Linked DNA regions of Rattus norvegicus: region 2 is linked to region 1. A link is a contact called in public Hi-C data. All regions are on one chromosome and are shown on one strand. The core of a region is the stretch at or near the end of the contact, and the rest is flanking DNA. Distances in the headings are between cores, read along the strand shown. Region 1 holds the start of Yae1 (YAE1 maturation factor of ABCE1). Region 2 has its middle 38 kb from the start of Cdk13.

What was found. Hi-C and Micro-C count contacts between places; a contact is called where the count stands out from the background.
Region 2: a contact with region 1 is called in a Hi-C map of liver, with 3 times the contacts expected there. The contact joins the enhancer-like site here to the promoter of Yae1 in region 1. A contact is called at or near these places in 12 of 12 Hi-C or Micro-C datasets (the A7r5 cell line, the Rat2 cell line, Schwann cells and 7 more) and 1 of 1 datasets of contacts at active chromatin or transcription factors (oligodendrocytes).

The regions. Positions count from the first base shown.
Region 1 is chr17:51,718,568-51,725,464 of GRCr8, reverse strand. It overlaps Yae1 (YAE1 maturation factor of ABCE1), which reads right to left and starts at 2,883. Exons shown (of 3, transcript NM_001107356.2): 1 at 2,745-2,883; 2 at 1,186-1,307. The coding sequence starts at 2,870.
Region 2 is chr17:51,905,118-51,912,885 of GRCr8, reverse strand. No RefSeq gene overlaps it. Among named protein-coding and RNA genes, the nearest start is that of Cdk13, 38 kb to the left of the region's middle. Within about 2 kb of position 3,390, at least 11 of the 93 cell types and tissues checked have an H3K27ac peak or open chromatin away from gene starts, as enhancers often do. A contact at or near this core is called in liver, where this site is marked.

The DNA.
Region 1 (6,897 bases), core at 1,634-4,133:
AAAATAGAAAACCTAGACTTGTTAAATTATTAAAGACAAAAAAACATTATCCGGAGTATTTTAGAGTTCGACCTGGGCAACAGCTTACTTTGTCAATGTGACCTCAAGTCACTGTTTTTATCTTGGCACTACTCAGTATTTAGCCTAAGGCATCAGGTAGTTGAAGCAAGCGTCCTAACCCTGACCTATAGCACCAGCCCCACTTTCTTCTTTAAGGATATCAAACAGCTTCTAAATCAGTCATTCTAAATTCGTCACACATTAGAATCACCAACAGAGTTTTAATATTCTTGAAAAGTGTTAAGAATTTGACTCCTAATATATTTCATTATTTTTGTTACTTTTCTAGTAGACCCACCTTCCTCCCTGCTTTTTCATATAATATAATAAAAAAACAACAGTTCTTTCTTTTCTCTTTTCGGTGGGTACTGAACCCAGGGCTGTGTGCATGCTGAGCAAACACCTGAGTTACAACCCTCTTTGAAAATGCCATAGACGTAAAGTGTCAATGGATGCGAAACACTGGGCAGTAAGCTTCCTAAGGTCATAAACATGAAGTGAAGATGAACTCCTGGCCATCTTCCTCTTGTTCTAAACAATACACTCTACTGAATTTTCTAAAAGTCTCAACAAAATTTAAAACTTTTTTTTCCTTTTAAATGTAATTCTTTGCAGTATTTTATTTCTTTATAAGGATAGTCTAAAAAGTATCCCCATCAAAGAGGCCTGCCCAACTCTTAGTCACCATGTGTGCCTGACCTTTGGCTCTAGTTTCTGCCATTATTGCTATGGTATCCTACAGGTATTTAAAGTTCAGGACTCAAATAGGACCTCTTTCTATTAGTAAATATGGCTTTCCCCACGGACTTCTAGCTGACAGACCTTCCATACTGTACTCTACTACATGTGCAGGAAAAACAGCTTTATTTAGAAGCTGAAAACTCCATCATGAGTGATTAGTGCTAGTCTAAATGGCACAAAGGGAACGCATTAGGCACACCTATTAAAATGGATGAACTGACAACAACTCTTAGAAAACTTTTTGAAAGTATCTTATGCTCTGAAGTCATGTATTTAACATCAGGAAAAACACTTTTAAACGTTTTATTTTTACATATTACCTACATTAAAAACCACCATTAGAACCGAGGCTAAACGATTCATCACTTAAGATTTTAAAATTACCTCAATGTTCCCCTGAGTAGTCCGTAGTTTAAAATGACATCGGCACCCTCTTTATAGCCTTGATTGAAGCCCTGTTGAAGGGTTACTGCTTTGCCAGCATCTATCCCATCTCTGTAACCTTCCTAAAAGTAAGGAACCAGTTGTAACGGATGCCAAGGAAACCTTTTCAGGAAAAGCACAGAACCAATTTTGAAAACAAACTTAGGTTTTGATTATGTTAACTGAATTACGATGTGGCAGAGACATAAATAAATCCAAAGCAGAATGTTTCTCCCGAAACCTTATTATTGGTTTATCCTTCCTTATCAAGTTTTATTTTTTAAAAATCTTACTTCCAGGCTGGCCTGGAACTCATTATCCCACTGCCTCACCCTCCTAAGTGATGACAGGCGTTATGACTCCATGTCACATGCTCAACTCACTTTGGAAACCTAGGGTTATTGTGCAAACATTAAACATTAGTTGTTAGGGAATTTTTAAAAACCGTGTTAGAAAAGTCTTCACAAAAATGGAAAAACTGCATGTCTAGTCTCTGGATAACTGGTTAGAACAGGGCAGTTAAGGAGGCTGGCAAGGCCAGGAAGAGGGAACTATTTTAGGAGCAGTGCAGAGGAAGTCTGATTTTAGAAATCTAATCGGAACTGTGGAGTAGAGATTTGTCCCCTTATTATTGGTTTAGCCCCAGACGCCTAAGGCATTTTTGTAATGACATGATGGTTGCTGGACTCAACAAATATTAACTTACTGGAACATTAAAGTAGGGTAGTCACAACTGCCCCTTTAAAAGGGTAATTTAATGGCTAATATACTGGGTAGATGCAGTGCTTATCTTTTGACTATTTACGTAACGTATGTTTACCTATTTTTCTGGAGGGAGGCATTTATTTACTTGCATGCCATAGCTTGAGTGTGAAGGTCAGAAAGTAACTTCCAGAAACCCATTCTGTCCTTCCACGATGTGGGTTTCAGGGATCGAACGCAGATCGTTATACTCTGAATCCACTTCTATGTGGAGACAGATCTTAGCAAGTAGTTAGTTCTCACCCAGAAAAAGCACCGATTCTCCCCAGATATTATTAAGAGAGTTTTAATGAGTGTTGAGACAGGTCCGGATCGAATAACGAATTTAACATAAAAACGGAACAGTATTCCCTTCTCTACCTTCCCCTTACCGTCACAGTTCACCTTTCTCAAGCCTTTGTAACACCACGCCTAACTTTGGACTCTCCACCCACTGAACACCTGCGAATCTGCTAGTGAGTGTGTATTTCTCCTCATCTCTTTTTCTCCCCAAACTGCAAACTCTTGAAGGACTGAATAAAGTTCACGTTAGTTGGTCAGTGTCTCTACTCCAAACCCAGCAGGGACTCCGAAAGAACGCGCTTGTTTAAAAGTTATCAACAACCAGAAAATCCTAAGACTGGGGCGACGTTGGGGAGCGCTCGGTCAGAGAGCCGCACTCGTCCGCCCAGGCTTCGGTCAGCGTGCCCCTGCCCGGGGGAGCCTGTGTCCCTCGTGGGAGTCCCTTTTCCCGTGCGTCCCGGGCCCCGCCCATTTACTTGGACTCGTTTCCTCATGTGATCCTGCCATTCCCGCTGCACTAACAGAGATTCGTCTGCTTCCTCATCAAACACGTCCTGGTCTCCAGGGCTGGGGATCTCGGGAGTCGCTCGAAACCAAGACATTGCCAGGAACACCACGAGTCCGGGGCCACCGGAAACGCAGGCAAGTGCTTCCGGTTCGGGGGGCGGGAGGAAAGGGCTTAGGCGTGGGACGAAGGGGCGTGTGCGGCTCCCTGGGCAGCCAGGCGTCTAGGGGCTGGGTCTCCTCCTATGCGTCTGGGTGGGGCGGCGGGGAACGGGGTGGGGGCTGGAAGCTAAGTCCCATCATTCCAGGGTTGAGACTCAGTTTCTGCGAGTGCTGAAGTCATTGGACACCCACGTGCAGCCAAGAACATTAGAATATGAAAGCTGATTCTAGTATCAATTTGAGATTGAGTAATGCGAACACATTTGTAAAACCTGACGTCTCCTCAGTGATTATGACACTTCAGGAATGTGGCTCAAGCATTAGCAACTCCTGGCTCAGAGTACATGTTGAACTGAATACCAGCAGCGTTCTTGTTTTGTCATGTGGTAACTGAATTTTTCTGACAAGTTTTTTGGAATATCTATTTTGTATTAGTCATCATTTTAGGTCTTTGAGGGACAGGAGTAAAAGTTCCCAGTGTCTATGGACTTCCCATTAGTGTAGAAACGGCCAGTTGGCCAACAATAATATATAACTAATAGTTTGAAGACTGTAAGTGATAGGGGAAAAATAACACTGCTGTGAGAGAAGAGGATACAGGTTACTGTTTTAGTTCATTTTACATTTTTGTCCTGAGGACTGAGCCACAAGCCTTGCAAATGAATATATGCTCTGTCAATAAGTTATCCCCTACAGTCCCATTATTATTTTATCTTTTCAGAGAGAATTTTGTATCACAAAAATATATGTGTAAAACTAATTATAAAATGTGTTAAGGTGTATGTATATAGACATCTTAATTAGAAACAAAATGGCAGAACAGGAAGTAATAGAGATAGTGATTGAAATGAGTAAAATACAAAACTCAAAACTACTTCTGTGAATTGGTTCAGTAGGTAAAGCCCCAGGAAATGTGTCAATCGCCATGACTAGTGTGATGGGAGGAGAGAATAAACTCCTACAAATTGTTCTCTGACCTCCACACATGTACTGTTGCACACACGTGCACTCATACACACTCATAGACACACCATAAGAAAATAAATGCAATAAAAAATACAACTCATCCCTTGTTTGATAAGCCCTAAGGGACAGGGTCTCAAGAGATGGTTTAGAGTTAAGAATGCTTGCTGCTTTTCTGGAGGATGCTAATTTGGTTCTGAGCATCTACATGCAGGTGGGTGGTAGCTCACAACTACCTGTAACTCCAGCTCCAGGGAGTCTCAAGCCCTCTCTGGCCTCCAAATGTATATGCAAATACATACAGATACATATAAGTAAAAATAAGTCTTAAAAAAGAAAACAGACAATCCTGTCCTGTCTCTTTCTCATTAAAAAAAAAAAAAAAGCGAGAAAAAATTAAGCAAGACAGGAATTAGGAGGTAACCACCAATGGAGATGAAAAACTATAAATTATTCAAACCCAAGAGCAACACATTTAATCTTTTAAGACAAAGTCTTAAAAGGCCTGAAAACTTACAAGGCCTGAAAACTAGGAGGGTGAGAATAATTTTGAACTTCTGACTCTTCTGTCTCTAACACCCGAGTGCTAGGATTACAGGTGTGCATCAGCATGCCCAGTTCGTGTGCTGCTGGGGATTGGATACAGGGCTTCCAGCATTCATTCCACACCCTTCAATGAATACATACCCTTTAAAGTTGAACTGTCAGAGCTATAGTTTAGTCAGTAAAATGATTACATTGCAAGGACAAAGACATGAATTAGAACCCCATAACTCACATTAAAAAAGAAAGCCAGATGTAATAATGTATGTCTGTAATTCTAGATCTTGGTAGGTAGAGACAAGTGGATTCCTTGGGCTTTCTGGTCAGCCAGAATAGTTTACTTGGTGAATAAATTCCAGACCCCCTCACCAAAGGTACATAGTACCTGAGGAATGATGCTGAAGTTGTCCTTTGACATGCACCCTAACATTACTGCACCTGAATACTCACAAGAATGCATATGTGCATGTACACACACACACACACACACACACACACACACACACACACACACACACACGCACACACACACACACAAGTTGTCTTATTGCATTTTAAACCAGGTCTTTAACTTTCTCTGCTGTGGCCATTCTGCTGCTGTAGTGCCAGAGAAGTTTAAAGATAAAAAACAAACAAAAAAAAAAAACCAAAAAAAAAAAAAACCACAAAGAAAAACAAAACCAAAAACCCAAAACCCGACAGGAGCCAATCTGATGTAACTTATAGATAGCAGGGTCTTTATTTTATTCAGTCTAGCTTGGGCTCCTCACCACCGTCATGCAGGATGGTTTTGGCGGAGAGAGGAGCCCGGAATGTCTATCATGGCAGGGCTTTATAGTAAGCAGCAAGCAGGGGTAAGTGTGTAAGGATCTAATTGGAAAACTACTGTGGCCTTTAACATAATTGGCTGGTGCTAGGAGTCATATTATAAATTTAATTTCTGCTCCCCTCTGCATTGGTGGTCATTAAGCAGGGGTTAGGCTTGTAACCTGGGGGTGTAGGTTGTTGGGGGAATAACCTGGAGATGCTGCTGGTCTTGTTGGGAGTGGGCCTAGAAACTGGAGCTAGGCTTGGGTTTTGTTGGGGGAATAACTTGGAAACTAATGTTAGATACCAGCCTGCTAGTTTACCTGAATTTGAACCTAGGTCAAGTTTTCTAAAACATGAAGTCTGAATTTAAAAGATTTGGCCTTTCACTGTGGCCCCTTTCACTGAGAAATTTTCATACAACTGTTGCAAGATATTTGTTCACATTGTGAACCCCAAGATTGTGAACTGTAAAAACAAAAGCAAAAACAAAAACTGTTTCTAGGTGTGGTATAGCTCAGCCCTTGATGCTAGAGCTTTCTCTTTACTATAAACACGTACCTGTGTGCCTCGGCCTAGCACACACCTTTAATGCAAGAGCTAACTAAAGTCAACCCTAGGTTGAGGTTGAGATCTGGGTTGCTGACACTGTGTGGCATGATGGTGTATGCCGTGCACAGCGTGTGCTTAGATCTAGGCTGCATGAAGTGAACAATCCAATGTGAGCAGCTGCTCCCAGATCCACCCTTCATTCATACACATTTGATTGTGTGTATTTGATTGGTGCTTGTTCTGAGACCTTTGCTGTTGCTGAAGGTTTCACGACTTTCTCATATTCAGTTACATGACCCACTGAATAGAGAGGATCCCTCTCTCTCTCTCTCTCTGTGTGTGTGTATGTGTCTGCACATGCATGTATGCAGCCTATCTGTATGCATTGTATGTGCAGATTTATATATATATACATATATATATACATATATGTATATGTGTGTGTGTGTGTGTGTGTGTAGGCGGGGAGGGTTAATGTCTGTTGTCTTCTCAATCACTCTCCATCTTATATATATTTTTTTAGAATAAAAATCTGTATTTTTTGTGAGCATATGACTAATGGATTTAAATTCTTTTATTTATTTCCATCTTTATTAAATTGGGTATTTCTTATTTACATTTCAAATGTTATTCCCTTTCCCGGTTTCCAGGCCAACATCCTCCTAACCTCTCCCCCTCCCCTTCTCTCTGGGTGTTCCCCTCCCCAACCTCCCCCCAAGAATCCTGCTCACTGGGGGTCCAGCCTTGGCAGGACCAAGGGCTTCCCCTTCCACTGGTGCTCTTACTAGGATATTCAATGCTACCTATGAGGTCAGAGTCCAGGGTCAGTCGATGTATACTCTTTAGGTAGTGGCTTAGTCCCTGGAAGCTCTGGTTGCTTAGCATTGTTGTACATATGGGGTCTCGAGCCCCTTCAAGCTCTTCCAGTTCTTTCTCTGATTCCTTCAACAGGGGACCTATTCTCAGTTCAGTGGTTTGCTGCTGGCATTCGCCTCTGTATTTGCTGTATTCTGGCTGTGTCTCTCAGGAGAGATCTACATCCGGCTCCTGTCGGTCTGCACTTCTTTGCTTCATCCATCTTGTCTAGTTTGGTGGCTG
Region 2 (7,768 bases), core at 2,141-4,640, 190 kb before region 1:
CCTTCTTAAGCTGAGGACCGAACCCAGCGCCTTGTGCTTGCTAGACAAGAGCTCTACCACTGAGCTAAAACCCCAACCCCCTGACCCTCAATTCAAATGAAAGGAAGCATCCATAAGTCAGCTTTCACAAGAGCATCTTAATAATGGTCTAGTACAAGAAGCTATGATGAACAGGAGCTACTTTTCATATAAACTTCTTGCATTAAAAAAAGACTTTTTAATAAGTAGCTCTTATAGCCCAGCTTTTGAGGGCACAAGGAATGGGAGTGAGTGGAATTGATGTGACTCCCCTGGAAGCTGAGGGCCCTGTAGACAAAAGCTGTCAAGGAAAATAAAGGAAACAGGTCTCCGATGAACTGGCTCATACAGGCCACATGGTGATCCACTGGGTATTCTCATGAATATCAGAGATTAGCAGGAAATAGGGGATGCACGTGCCTAACTGGGATATGACATATTAAAGGAAGCATTCTTTGCTAAAAGAATCATCATTTTAGCAAAGTCATGTTCTTTGATGCTCAGTTCACTGGGTCTGGTAGTATCGTGCAGGAGAGTGAACTGAGATCTCAGAGACCTCAGGACTGGTATGAGACTTTAGTGGTTTTGCTGAGCTACATCTTGGTTTGTGATTTTTATGAAGTAGAAAGGCTCTAGGCGATTATGAAAATTGGGTTTGCAAAGCCCTAAAGCAGACAAAAGTGTCTCTCCAGATTACTCAAAAGCAAATATAGTAGATTTTTGTTAGGCCTTAGCTCCCAGTAGAAAAAACTTATCAAAAGGTAAATGTGCTAGTAAGTCTCTGGGTTGCTTTAAAATATAAATAGCAATCCATCAAAGGGGTGAAGGTGTCAGTGCTGGTTAAAATGTCAAGGCTTGTCCTAGAGAAAGATAATTAACCTCCCAAGTATGCTGTTATACATCTCTTCCCTGATAGGGTGGAGACTATTCAGCAAGCAGGGTTCGTTTAGCAGTCAGGTGTACCTAATGAAGAGGTACTGTGTTAGTCAGAGCCTATAGGACCAGTGAACCAGCCTGAGCGGCAGGTTATGTAAGCAGGAGTGGAGCTCAGCCCCCTTTTGCCTCCAGCCAGGTCTAGAAGATCAGGCCAGTCCTACAAAGCCTGTGAGGGGTAGATGTTAGGATAAGGCAATGAAAGGTACTTTGGGAGATTGGGGCCAAGGCTGGGTCTCAAACTCACAGATATTGGCCTGCTTTTGCCTCCCCAGTGCTGGAACTAAGAGCATACAGCACCATGCCCAAGTAAATTGTTTATTTAACACATAACACTGCAAACAAAGAGTCTGATTGCAACCACTGAACTGGCAGCTAAGGTTTAGGAGACTTGGGAAGCATTTTGCAGAGAGAAAATGAGGAAGTTCACTCTTGTGCACCCAGGATACTGCTGAGACCTACAAAGGTAGAGTGCTGTTGATGGGGGGGGGGGTGTTCATGGCAGAAGGAAAACAGACGCTGGGTCTAGGCGTGTATTATGATACACTTCCTAGCACACCCAAAGACGGGATTGCATCCTCAAACCAAAGCAGAAAACCATGCAGACTGGCTTCAGCCTTTGGAATCCACATAGGAACTGCAATGAATCAAGTTTGTGATGTCTACAGCTTGATTTGCTGGGTTTCTCCAAAACACATGACCCTTGTTTCTACTTTTAAAAATTGTTATTCAGGGGGGTTGGGGATTTAGCTCAGCGGTAGAGCGCTTGCCTAGGAAGCGCAAGGCCCTGGGTTCGGTCCCCAGCTCCGGGAAAAAAAAAAAAAAAGAACCAAAAAAAAATTGTTATTCAGCATGTTAAAGCCTGAAAATAAGGAGAACCGTCGTGAGTACCACCAAGGTCAATGCAAGGGCTCTCTGGCCAATGTGCGAAGTGTGTGTTACCTACTGGGGCCACTTCCTGGCACAAAAAGCAGGACCTGGCACCACCCTCAAACAAGTCACTGGCACAAGCTTTGGTGGAGGTAAAAGTCTCAAAGGACACAGTCTGTGCACCCGGGGAGGAAGTCATTTACTTAGACTATCTTCCAGGAAAAGATGGGGAAAGGGAACTTGGGGACTGCAGGCACCAGCTCTTTAGACACCAAGTACATTGCTATTTTTAACTCACAGTTTACTGGTTCTTCCTCTTTAATTCTGCTTTGCTTACACGTTGCTGATAAGTAGCCTCATAACATCTACTTTGGGGATCCCAAGATTATGTGAAAATTGATAGTCTCAAAGCAGGGTTACGTAGGATTCAAACAGCAAAACGTGGATTGTTTAGAGGGAGAAATGGAAACCAGAATGGTCATGCCTACAATGAGTCACCAGAGGGCGCCATAACTCCGTCTCCAAAAGTTTTCCACCGCAAATCCCCTTGGACTTCAATTAAACAGAAGATATCCTACAGTGACAGGTTCCACCCCAATAATCCTAAAGGTGTAAGAAAGTAGGCAACCAGACCCTGAAAACCTGCTGGGGCATGAGTTTCAGTAATGTCATCATGATATAAAAATTGACATGGTTCTAAGGAATCTGAATATAGCCTAGTTTGGTTTTATTAAAGATTAACTTTTGTTTTTTTTTTTTTTTTGGTTCTTTTTTTCGGAGCTGGGGACCGAACCCAGGGCCTTGCGCTTCCTAGGTAAGCACTCTACCACTGAGCTAAATCCCCAGCCCCAAGATTAACTTTTTTTAATGTGCATGTGTATGTGCATGTGCATGTGCATGTGCATGTGCATGTGCATGTGCATGTGCATGTGCATGTGCATGTGTATGTGAGCCTGCTTAGTTTCTGGGCACTGTAGGATTCCACGGAGGCTGAAAAAGGGCCTGGGATAGCTTGGGATTACAGTCACAGACAGTGCGAGGCCTTTTGTAGGTGCTTGGAACTGAACACTGTCCTCTGCAAGAATAGAAAGCAGCCACGCTACTGAGCTGTCTCTCCAGTCCCGTTTGAGCCACCTCTCCAGTCCCCTCTTACCTTTTGACCTTGCATTTTCTGTTTTTCCTTTTCCTTCCTGGGCAAACAGGGAATTCCGAAGAGCAGAGATCGCCAGGTTGACCTGACACACTCTCTCCTCTCCCTGCTGTGGTTACTCAGGGCACGGAAGTGAGGAGCTGGTCTCCTACGAAGACACTCCTGACCTCGAACATGGACTGTCAGGTCTGAGGAACTCTAGGAGAGCCTGCTTCCCTGCGTTCACTGCACACAAGCAACACTGCTGAGAGCCACGACAGAGACCTTTTGGGCCAAACTGAAATTGTGCTCCAAGCCACGAAGAGACAACAGTATCACTCAATGCGAAGGTGCTCTTGGTCCAAGTTGTTGACGAAGTGGAGTCTAAATAAGGGTGTGAAATAATCTGAGATCTACGAAGCCATGTTTAAAATCCAAACCAGCCAGTCTGCGGCAGAGGGCGGGAGTGGACCATACTCTTCAGCCAATTTCAGAGCAGTGCTGCCATCCCGTGGACAACTAGAAAATTAAACTTAAGCTTCTCCAAATGTTTTTGGTTTTGTTTTTTTAAATAAAAGCAGAAATGACACTTGCTATATTTCTATCATAAGATTTTTCCTGACGCGTTGTTGGCACTGCCATAGAATACAGAGGGTCCAAAATGAAGAGACATGAAGACCAGCTATTGAGAAATGTGCAGCACGCCTTCTAGGCTTTAAAAATGCGAAAGATCTGGAGATCCAGAATAGTTTCCAATATGCACTCACTACAGTAAATGAGCCACGAGTCATATTCAGAATTAAAGGAATAGCAAATGTTTGCTGAGTGCTCACTGTTTGTTTGTTTGTTTGTTTGTTTTTCTTTTCTTCTTTTCAGAGCTGGGGACCGAACCCAGGGCCTTGCGCTTGCTAGGCAAGCGCTCTACCACTGAGCCAAATCCCCAACCCCCTCACTGTTTGTTAAATCTGTATTTTATGTGCGTAATTTTATGGACAGGGTTCAGGGTTCATCTATGCTTTTATATCTGAATTTACTGAATCCTTACTACCGTTCCCTCAAGCTGTTGCTACTTTTAATCTTCATTTTCTATGTAAAGCTCTGAGGCACTGTTGAAGGTCAGTCATACAGCAAACACGGTAAACTGGAAGTCCAACCTGTGAAATCTGGGCTGAAACCTGTGCTCCTGACTATGAGACTACTTTATTCTCAAAAGTGGCCTGAAGCAGTCACTGTCGTCGTAGTCGTCGTCGTCGTCGTCGTCACTTGAAAGCAGGCCTACCCAGGATGAATCAGAAGCTCAGCATGGAAATCATCGTGAATCCAGGTGTTGTTGCCAAGGGAAGAAGCTTGGCAACTATGGAGACAAACTACACGCCTGCCATCTTTTGGAGTACTGAAATAAACGAACTCCAGTAGATACTGTTATAGGGATTGAGGCTGCTTCAGTTGTTGATGAGATTGCCCGGGAGTTAAGAGTATACGATGAAACATACTTAGGTAATTCAAACCCTTAAAAATCAGCTGCCTCTCCCAAACTCTAAACTGTCAGGGATCCTTTGTTCCTGTGCTTTGAACTGTGATAAAAGACCCTCCTTTGGGAAAAGTCCAGGGCAGAGGACCTGGGTGCTTCTGAAGAGGTAACTTTCAGGGGCAGCCATGCATCTCTTTCCTCCAAAATGAAGCAAAAAGTAAATGAGAAAGAGGAAATTCCTTGCAGGACATTTACTCCCTTTTCTCTTCAGCATTAAAAAACATATATTTCTCTCTGTGTATATGTGTGTATGTGTGTTTCTGTTTTTGTGTAGGCCACATGAGTGCAGTTCTCAAGGAGGTCAAAGAGCTCTTTGAGTCTCCTGAAACTGGACTTTCTGGCAGGAAGTTGTGAACCACAGAAACTGAACTTAGGTTCTCTGGCAGAGCCCCAAGTGCTTCTCTGACTTCCTCTCTTCCATTTTTAGACAGTCTGAAGTAAAAATCCTAGCCACAAATTGGACCTCATCTTCCTAGGTATGTGGTTTAGGGTTGTAGCATTTTAGTGAAGTTGAAACTTGTCACAGAATCCATTTCCCTGAATAACCCCAGGCTGGTATGCACTGCCAGGGGCTAGCACATAGGATGTGGAAGGTAGACAAGAAACCATCAGTATCATGCTCCACAGACACACAGGCATGTATCATGCTCCATAGACACACAGGCATGTATCATGCTCCACAGACACACAGGCATGTGTAGCTCATGCCCTAGGATACTGATCTGTTGGCTCCCCTTTTGTGGACAGCCTCTAGACTCCGAGCTCCTCCAGTCCTGCTGAAGCTGTTCCCAGCTTCTCTGAATCCTGCCCAGTAGTGTATTAATATCAAATGGGACGCATAGGAAACCATTGGCTTGGACTGAGCTACTGTGGGATGCCTAATGAATTGAACTCAAACAGACTTATTCATACCAAAGTTTCATATCACCAGGTCAAATGATGGTGTGAGGGAGGGGTAAATAAACCAACTTTCTGAACTGGTCAGTTTGGGCATAAGACCAAAGTCTTCTCTGACTTTGGAAATTGCTACTACTGTTGGTGCCCTCCAGAACAAGATGACAAGGCTCCATTGCTGAAGCCGTTATATGCTTCAAGCTGGCACTAATCTAGAAGTTTCTTCCTGGCTATCTGGCTGTCATAGTGCTAGAAGGTGCTATACAGTGCTGAGTAAGAATTGTCACAGTGTGATTATGACATGGACCCACAGTGTAATACTGGCCAGACAGGCAGGAGACTCTCCTAGCACACTAATATTGGGAGACGGTTTTGTGCTCTGTGTGTGTTCAGATGTTGGCTTCTGTGCCCAGAGATCTGGTTGCAGTTTAGATTCTGCCATTGCCATGATAATTGGAGTAGCTCCTGTCTCAATGTTGTACAGAGATATTTTTCCAGCACCTCTGATTTCCTAACAAACTGCTGACCAGCCAATAGTTGGGCAGGAGAGGAGCATAAGGCAGGACCTCCAATCTCAGTCAGGGAGAGAGAGAGAGAGAGAGAGAGAGAGAGAGAGAGAGAGAGAGAGAGAGAGAGAGAGAGAGAGAATCAAAAGGATTTGATAAGAAAGTTTGCCAAGGGCGCAGCCATGAGGACACACAGAGCTGAAGAGCCAGGGTAGGACTCAGATGACAAGTAATGGGGGCAAGTGGCTGGGAAGCAATCCAATCCAGCATGGTCAGGTTAGAGTAGAGTCCAAGACAGCATGGTCAGGTTAGAGTAGAGTCCAATCCAGCATGGTCAGGTTAGAGTAGAGTCCAAGACAGCATGGTCAGGTTAGAGTAGAGTTCAAGACAGCATGGTCAGGTTAGAGTAGAGTTCAAGACAGCATGGTCAGGTTAGAGTAGAGTCCAAGACAGCATGGTCAGGTTAGAGTAGAGTCCAAGACAGCATGGTCAGGTTAGAGTAGAGTCCAAGACAGCATGGTCAGGTTAGAGTAGAGTCCAATCCAGCATGGTCAGGTTAGAGTAGAGTCCAAGACAGCATGGTCAGGTTAGAGTAGATGAACCCTGCCCTGTTTTGTGTATTGAGCTTGTTAATAAGATCACTGTGTTATTTCTTGGGAACAAGGTGGGTGTAGAAAACCCCCCAGAATTTCTTTGATACGATAGTGCTAGATATGCCCATGTCTCTTCCCCCTAAATCCTTCACCCAGAAGGCCACTCTGCAGACATAAGATCCTAGGTCTAGACACCTGTGGACTGTCTAATCAACTCTGAGGACTGTTAAGTATTCACCCATGCATCCCCTCCCGATGGAAGTTTTAATCCTTACTCATATACTCATGGAGACAGAGAGAAGACTGCATTGAAGAGCAGCCAATGGACAGGCTGAGAAGATCTGGATATTAGACCAGAGAGAGGGGGGAAAGCTAGAAGCTAGTGTCTTAGTAGAATAAACCACAGAAGTTTGGGCTAAGAGATTTCAGAGGAAGAGAAGTCAACCATGATAGAGCAAGTCTTGCTCTTGGTGTTCTCTTTGTGGCAGACAGGCTCAGACAAACACCATGAGTCACTAAGGGAAGATGGGTATCTGGAGGACGGTGAGAATCTGAGGACACACAAATGACAGTTTCCAAACTGGGGAAAGAATGTTGCCTTAGTTAGGGTTTCTATTGCTTGAAAAGACACCATGACAATGGCAACTCTTAAGGAAAACAACATTTAATTGGGGCTGACTTACAGTTCAGAGGTTTAGTCCATTATTTTTTTTTCATCTTTATTAACTTCGGTGTTTCTTATTTACATTTTGATTGTTATTCCCTTTCCTGGTTTCCGGGCCAACATCCCCCTAGACCCTCCCCCTCCCCTTCTCGATGGGTGTTCCCCTCCCAATCCTCCCCCCATTACCACCCTCGCCCCAACAATCATGTTCACTGGGGGTTCAGTCTTGGCAGGACAAAGGGCTTCCCCCTCCACTGGTGCTCTTACTAGACTATTCATTGCTACCTATAAAGTTGGAGAGCAGGGTCTGTCCATGTATAGTCTTTAGGTAGTGGCTTAGTCCCTGGAAGATATGGTTGGTTGGCATTGTTGTTCATATGGGGTCTCGAGCCCCTTCAAGCTCTTTCAGTCCTTTCTAAGATTCCTTCAACGGGGGTCCCATTCTAAGTTCAGTGGTTTAATGATGGTATTCGCCTATGTATTTGCTGTATTCTGGCTGTGTCTCTCAGGAGAGATCTACATCCAGTTCCTGTCGGCCTGCACTTCTTTGCTTCATCCATCTTGTCTAATTGGGTGGCTGTATATGTATGGGCCACATGTGGGGTAGGCTCCGAATGGGTGTTCCTTCTG